Regions from separate parts of the Mus musculus genome. Here region 2 is linked to region 1. The links are chromatin contacts, called in public Hi-C maps. All regions are on one chromosome and are shown on one strand. Each heading gives the region's core, a stretch centred on a gene start, on an enhancer-like site or on the middle of the called end of the contact. The rest is flanking DNA. Distances are from core to core; before and after follow the strand shown. Region 1 holds the start of Dnaaf2 (dynein, axonemal assembly factor 2). Region 2 overlaps L2hgdh (L-2-hydroxyglutarate dehydrogenase).

Region 1 (3,815 bases), core at 537-3,036:
GTCAGATCCCTGGAACTGGAGTTACAGACAGTTCTGACCTGCCATGTGGGTGCTGGGAATTTAACCCAGGTCCTTTCCGAGAGCAGCCAGTGCCTGCTCCTATCTGCTGAGCCATCTCTCCAGCCCTACAAAAGTTGTCTGTCTGTCTCTCTCTCTCTCTTTCTTCTAGTGGTTTAACATTATGTTACCAGGTTGGCAGGATGGCTTAGTGAATAAAAGCATTTTCTGTGCACAAGCCTAACCCCCGGAGTCCCATTCCTGGGACCCACGCTGGGAGAGAGGAACTCCCAGTTGTCTTCTGACCTACACATGCGTTCACGGTGGATGCATGCACATATACAATGATAAAATTTCAAAAAGTACATTATTTATTTACACAGGTAGAGTACGCAATAAATATCTGACGCAGACTGATCCAGTAACAGATGACATTTAAGAGGGAAGATGAGCAGCACTGGCAAGTCCATGAATAGGGAAGCTGACAGAGGAAGGGCAAAGAAAGTAAAGAACAAGAATTTGGAATGCTGAAAATGAAAGAGGAAGGGAAGTCACGCCATTTCAGGCCTCTGGGGCTTAAGCAGTTATTACTCAAATGGAGACATCTGATGGACAGTTGATGAGTCTATAAGCTTAGAATGTGAAACAGAAGTTGGTTATTTGAGTTTTATTTACTTACTTGTTTTGGGTTTTCAAGACAGCGTTTCTCTGGATTCCTTGGCTTTTCTGGAACTTGCTCTGCAGACCAGGCTGGCCTTGAACTCAGAGTCACCATGGTAGTTGAGTACATATATTTAGCATGTGAAAGAGATGGCATAACGGAGATGAGGTGTCATCCCAATCTTGGGACAGTCTACTTAAAATGTAACAGAGGAAGGCCTGCAGATTGGTGGAAAGAATGCTTGTCTCAGGTGTGAGGCCCTGGGTGTGGTTCTGTGGACATTCCCTCCCACAAAAGGAGGAGGCATAAGAGAGAAGCCTGGGAAAGGTCTTGTGATTGCAGTAATGCCAGTATAAACTGCTAAATGCTGCACTTGTAAAACAGGTCTGGGACTGCCCAGCAATCAATAAGTAACCATACCCTAGACCTGGGTGTGTGGCTCAGTGGTACAGCTCAGGCCACAGGTGGGAAGTCCTGGATCCCACACCTAGCCCTGTAACAAAACCAAGTTTCTATAGTCTGGCACAGTAAAGTTCCATTATGTAACTACTACATCTGCTGCATTGGTTCCTAGTGGAGCATTGTTAAGAGACTACAGAGTCAATCTAAGGATATCTAGTTTAAAAAAAAAGCGCAGTTATAAATTCTATTCTCAACCCAAGGAAATTGATCAGGACAAACTGTAATTTTGCTAAGTGATTTGAGAGCTTGCATTTACATTATAAAAAGCGAACACCTTTCTGATGCTTATTAATCTCTGGGATTTGTTTTGTCATCTTTTGCCCCCAAGGGTTTCTGGGAGACAACTATAAGGTGGAATACCTGAAAATGGTAAGGGTTTACTAACGTTGGTTCCACAAAGTAAAGAGAGTCAGATAAAGTTAGGTTTGTGAATTAGCTAGTAAACTTCTCTCTTGTTGGTGAAATTAAACAGTTAATAAGATAAAGACACAGCGCTGAAGATGAGGACAGTTACCACAATAGACTGCAAAGTACACGTATCCTGACACAGTAATTTAAAACCTGTAGCAGGTAGTGTCTGCTTGGTTTGAAGTAACAGTGGAGCCTATTTCTAGCATTTCTACCAGATCGCTGCCCCTCCTCCCAGGCGTTACTATGGCAACAAAGCACGCGCTGCCCGGCCTTGACAATCCAGCCGTTACCTTCTTGGACTGGTCAGTTCTCCATGAGCCAGACTCTGAAGCGCATCCTAGACACTCAATTCACCCTGATCCTTCACTGGGTCTGGGCATTGGGCCGTGTGGGTCACCATGGCCAAGGCGGCGGCCTCCTCAGCGCTGGAGGACTTGGATCTGAGCAGAGAGGAGGTGCAGCGGTTCACCTCCGCCTTTCAGGACCCAGAGTTCCGCCGAATGTTCTCCGAGTACGCCGCGGAGATCACGGACCCCGAGAACCGGAGGCGCTACGAGGAGGAGATCACAGCCCTGGAGCGGGAGCGTGGGGTGGATGTGCGGTTCGTGCACCCTGAGCCGGGCCATGTGCTGCGTACCAGCCTGGACGGGGAGCACCGCTGCTACGTGAACGTGTGCAGCAACTCACTGGTAGGCGTACCTAGCAGCCGGCCCGGCCCGGGGCGCGGCGGCACGGCAGCTGGCAGCCACTGGTCCCTGCCCTATAGCCTGGCTCCCGGCCGCCAGTATGCCGGCCGCAACGGCGCCCGCTACACCGTCTACGACGTGGTCTTCCACCCCGAAGCGCTGGCGCTGGCCCGGAGCCACGAGCGCTTCCGCGAAATGCTGGACGCCACGGCCCTGGAGGCGGTGGAGCAGCAGTTCGGCGTCAGGCTGGACCGCAGGAACGCCAAGACCCTGAAGATCAAGTACAAGGGGATGCCCGAGGCCGCAGTGCTCCGCACGCCCCTACCCGGGGGCGTCCCGGCCCAGCCCGAGGGGGAGCCACCAGGGCTTTTCCCGGACCCACCATATCCATACCGCTACCCCGCGGCAGCGGCGGCGAACACTGCCCGCTCGCCCGCGTCCCCCGCTCCCGAGGCCGTGCAGCGCCCAGAGCCCACGGAGCCGCGCTGCTCCGTGGTGCAGCGCCACCACGTAGACCTCCAGGATTACCGCTGCTCGCGCGACGCGGCCCCGAGCACCGTGCCGCACGAGCTGGTGGTCACCATCGAGCTGCCGCTGCTGCGCTCGGTCGAGCGGGCGGAGCTGGAGGTGAAGGGGAAGCTGCTGTGCCTGGACTCGAGAAACCCCGACTACCGGCTGCGGCTCTCGCTGCCGTACCCGGTGGACGACGGCCGCGGCAAGGCACAGTACAACAAGGCGCGGCGGCAGCTGGTGGTCACGCTGCCGGTGGCGCTGGCCGACGCGCGCCAGGAACCCCCGGCCGCGACACCGGAAGAGCCCGCGGAGGAGACCGGAACTGACGACGTAGCCCGCACTTCCGCGGGCGATTTTGCAGCGGCGCGGGAAGAGTCTGCAGATGGAACCGGAGCTGACCACGGGGAGAAGAGCGGTGTGGGAGCCCCAGACCCCGGGGCTGCACACGCTGAAGGGGAGCTCGTTCCCGAACCGGAGCAGGACTTCGGAGGGGACTCGGTGGCACCTCTAGACCTCGGGAAAGGGACTTCTCCTGGGGACCGAAGCCTCCCTTACTCTGCTTTCCCGGGCGGCGACACCGAATCCCTGTGCGGAGACCCCGGTGTCCAGACGAATGAGGAGCAGGAGAGGACCCGCCACGACACCGCGGGCTCAGCCATGGGTGACCCCGGAACCGAGAGCATCGCACCCGTGTGCCCTCCTTTACAGTGTAATCAGGACGAAGACTCCTTGACTTTGCTCATCCAAGTGCCTGGGATTCTGCCACAAACTCTTCACGGACATCTAAGCCCCGTCGGTTACGAATTGTGCTTCTCTACACAAGACTCGGGTTATTCCTGCACTTTGCAGTTTGCTCCAGAGAATAAGTTGAGTACCAGAGAACCCGAGACTAGCGTTTCTTTAAATAATGCAGTCATAGTACTGGCAAAATCTCCAGAGAGCCACGGACTTTGGCGAGAGTGGTATTGTGGCTTGAACAAGGAGTCTTTGGAGGTAACCGTTCTCACTATTTGAAATACTCTATCTTACTTTAAACATTTTTTGTTACAGGCACATAAACAAATATTTTCTATCTATTCATACGA
Region 2 (3,815 bases), core at 816-3,315, 500 kb before region 1:
CAGGCTGGCCTTGAACTCATAACGATCCACCTGCCCCTGCTTCTCAAGTGCTGGGATTAAAGGTGCACGCATGCCTCTACTGCCCAGTTGAAATCGGATCCCTTACTTTCTGGCCGTTGAGTTCTTGAGTTCCTTTTATGTATTCGGGATTGACCCTTGTCGGGTGGATGGCTTGCTCTAGCTTTGCCTTTGCTGTGCAGGAACCTTGAGTCTGGTGTAGTCCACTTGTTCGTTTTTGCTTCTTTTACTCGTGTCTGTGGTGACCCTTCTACAAAAACCGTCACCAGTGCCAGTACCAGGGAGCACCTTCCATATTCTGTAGTCACAGGTTTTACATTTAAATCTTGACTCCATTTCAAAAAATTTCTTTGATTGTCTGAGATAAGATCTTGCTTGCTAAGTGGCCCTAACTGGTCTGGGGTTTGGGGTGTGTTGTAATTCAAGCTGGCCTTGAACTCCCTTCTGTTTCAGCCACTCAAGTTCTGGTATTGTAGGGATTTACCACTATGTGTAGCTTCAAATTCATTTTTGTACGTTTTATAAAAGAGGGTCCAGTTTTGCTGATAGTTACATTGAATTTGCTCTTTCAGAAAAAAAAAATATGTATTTATCCTTATTTTTTAGCATCTGTTTTCTCCCCTTTGACCTATTTATTCCTTTATACAAGCATATGTGCGTGTGCATGTGTGTGTGGGTAGCCTAGGTTAGCCAGGGCTATACAGTAAGAATGCCTGCCACCCCCAGTCCCTGGAAAAGTATCTCAGCATATATGGACTATATAATGGGATTCAGTGTGTTGTTTCCATACGTGCATATAGTTTGTTGATTAAACCCAAACTTCCTTTACCCATCTTCTATATTGCAACCTCTGTTAATTCCTCATTCAGTTGTAGTGTTTTGGGTTTTTCTTTTTTTTTTTTTTTTTTTTGGTGGTGCACACACACACTTTATTTATTTATTTATTACATGTAAGTACACTGTAGCTGTCTTCAGACGCACCAGAAGAGGGCATCAGATCTCATTATGGGTGGTTGTGAGCCACCATGTGGTTGCTGGGATTTGAACTTCAGACCTTCGGAAGAGCAGTCAGGTACTCTTACCCACTTAGCCATCTCACCAGCCCCCGTGTTTTGGGTTTTAAGGTTTCACCCACAGACAAGGGCTGCCACATTTTCTTTCTCATGTTTAGAAACTAACCATGCGTCTTTATTTTGTTCCAGGGAAAGGAGATTCGGTGTCGATATGTTGTCACATGTGCTGGTCTTTACTCTGACCGTATTTCAGAGTTGAGTGGCTGCAATCCTGACCCTCAAATTGTCCCATTCCGGGGAGATTACCTGGTCTTAAAGCCAGAAAAGGGCTACCTTGTAAAAGGAAATATTTATCCGGTAAGTAATGATCCTTCTGTCTTCTCACTATCAAGTTAGTCGGAGCCACAAAGGAAATGAAAATAAAAAATGTTTACCTGCTTTAGAAAGGGTTTCAGGGCTGTGTGCGTCATAATATCATCTGCCTGCTGTGGGTCTGTTCCCAAAGCCGCCTTCTGCTCTGTGGGTCACATGTCTCTGAAAGCACGAGTACACCCTGGAGTACAAGAACCAGCTCCTCCCTCCCCTGTGGGAGAGCAGCAGGAATACTGATGCCTTCAGTGCACTGGGAACAGGGGGCTATGGCTGCTCCAGTTCCAGGAGGTAAAAGTTGGGGGTGTGTATATGGAGCGCGCGCTCTCCTGCCTGCGGTTACCCTGCTGATGAGCCAGTCCCTGGGAGAATGGGAGGCTCCACTGGTGACTGACTTGTCTGCTGCTGCTCACTTCCCCGAGGCCTAGGCTGGAGATGTGTACATTTCTTCCCGGCAGCCATGAATTGCCTGCCAGTCACAGACCTCTCTTATAGGAGAAAGAGCCAAGATTATGACAGTTCATCTTTTCTCCCTTTCCCAGAAAGATGGATAAGTGGAACAATATATATTAATGTCACTAGCATTTAAAAACAGGATGTGTGTTAATAGAGAATCCTCCCTGAATACAGCTCGTGACGCGTTCAAATGTGTGGGAGGAGCTCTCTTACGTCACCAGTTAGATGCTTGTGTGCGCAGTACACGGGAACGTGAACTGTGCTAACCGTTCATCGTTGTGTTGAGTCTGCAGGTCCCAGACAGCCGGTTTCCTTTCCTTGGAGTTCACTTTACGCCCAGGTTGGATGGCACTATTTGGCTAGGGCCTAATGCAGTGCTTGCCTTTAAACGGGAAGGTTACAGACCCTTTGACTTCGATGCCAGAGATGTTATGGAAGTAATTCTCAAAAGGTAATAATGTCTGTCACCTTTAAGAAGATTTTATGTACTTGGTTTTTTTTTTAACTCCAGAAGTTTTTGATATTCTGATAGACTAAACCTTCATTTATGTGACTGTTATTGTTTATTATTCCCAATTAAGATCTTTCTGTAATAAGCATAAACTTGATTATTTGGTTTTGATGCTAAGGATTGAAGGCAGAACCTTGTACATACCAGCAAGAGGGTTTTTCCAAGTGTAATGCTTTACTGCCTCACAAAAGATTTTGATGAACCAGGGTAATAACGTCTTAGCTAAAAGGAAAGTAAGGCCAAAGTCATTCATAAATAAAAGTAGTTTCTTGTCCTAGGCAGTGGAGGCACACACCTTTAATCCCAGCACTTGGGAGGCAGAGGCAGACAGATTTCTGAGTTCAAGGCCAGCCTGGTCTACAAAGTGAGTTCCAGGACAGTCAGGGTTACACAGAGAAACCCTGTATCAAAAAACAAAAATAAAATAAAATAAAATCTGGTAGTTCATATCTTAAATGTTACTAAAAGACCAGAAACAACTTTGAAAAGACCATTTCAAGCTAGTCACCATTGTTTTGTAAGCTGTTAGATAAAATTTACTAATGAAATGGCACATACACTTGTGTGTGTGTGTGTGTGTGTGTGTGTGTGTGTGTGTGTATCTAAGGTTGATACCATATAGACTTATGACACTGTTCTAAGAAATAGCCTTATATTTGGGTTTTCCTGTGTGCATGCACATGTGTGTGGGTGTGCCACATGCATGTGTATGTGTAGGCCATAGTTTGATGTCAAGTGTGTTGTGCTTTATAAATGGCGGTATAATGCAGTGGGAGGGAGCATCTCAGTGGGCCTGGCCAGGGTGCTGCCCTGAGGAGTCACTGCCATACCATAGTTCAGTACAAAGGGAAGGTTATTGGAGGAAGGGAAAGGGCCTGGTTAAAAGGGGGTGGGGGGAGACAGAGACAGGAAGAGTGGGGTTTGGCTTGTACCTGGCAGGTTGGGCAAGGCCTAGGGGAGTTGCCAACCAGGTGAGGCCTAGGGGAGTTGCCAACCAGGTGTCTTCCTCAGTCATTATCCTCCTTATTTTGTTTTGGAGACACACTCAACTAGGAGCTCATTGATTCATCTAGACCAGCTGGCCAGCAAGCCCCAGGGGGCTATTTCTCCTTCACCTTCTTGAGTATGCTTGGCAAACACATAGTTACCAAATGCGCTTTCTCCCAGCCCGCTGGTCTGTTTAGCAGTCTTTCTCTTCAGAAGAGTTTATATACAACCAGTGGAAAGCATTTTAAATTATGTATGGGCTTTACCCTCTGCAGGCTCTTAACAGAGGATTAGGTTGACCTTCTTAGCATGTGTACAGAATCTCACTTAAGAACTACTACTAGAATATTGTGCCTCTGCCAGACTAAACTAGGGTAAGTGTCGCACTGTTTTAAAGACGCCTCTTTAGTGTATTGAAAGCATTAGAAAGCCTGAACACTAGCAAGACTACCATTCTGAAG

What was found. A called contact is a pair of places that touch in the nucleus more often than the background predicts.
Region 2: a Hi-C map of embryonic stem cells shows a contact between it and region 1, with 4 times the contacts expected there. The contact joins the enhancer-like site here to the promoter of Dnaaf2 in region 1. A contact is called at or near these places in 9 of 39 promoter capture datasets (the 3T3-L1 cell line, 3T3-L1-derived adipocytes, the C10 cell line and 4 more), 3 of 15 datasets of contacts at CTCF or cohesin (the NIH/3T3 cell line, large pre-B cells and pro-B cells), 57 of 484 Hi-C or Micro-C datasets (B cells, the Ba/F3 cell line, the C10 cell line and 32 more), 14 of 115 datasets of contacts at active chromatin or transcription factors (the 230-238 cell line, the HPC-7 cell line, T-cell acute lymphoblastic leukemia and 7 more) and 4 of 9 other capture datasets (adipose tissue, embryonic stem cells, liver and 1 more).

What each region holds. Positions count from the first base shown.
Region 1 is chr12:69,196,400-69,200,214 of GRCm38.p6, reverse strand. Dnaaf2 (dynein, axonemal assembly factor 2) reads left to right here and starts at 1,786. Exons shown (of 3, transcript NM_027269.4): 1 at 1,786-3,723. The coding sequence starts at 1,930. 9330151L19Rik (RIKEN cDNA 9330151L19 gene) reads right to left here and starts at 3,004. Exons shown (of 2, transcript NR_033222.1): 1 at 2,600-3,004; 2 at 347-2,487.
Region 2 is chr12:69,699,776-69,703,590 of GRCm38.p6, reverse strand. It overlaps L2hgdh (L-2-hydroxyglutarate dehydrogenase), which reads left to right. Exons shown (of 10, transcript NM_145443.2): 7 at 1,221-1,388; 8 at 2,150-2,307. Among named protein-coding and RNA genes, the nearest start is that of Sos2, 20 kb to the right of the region's middle. Within about 2 kb of position 2,065, at least 7 of the 459 cell types and tissues checked have an H3K27ac peak or open chromatin away from gene starts, as enhancers often do. A contact at or near this core is called in embryonic stem cells, where this site is marked.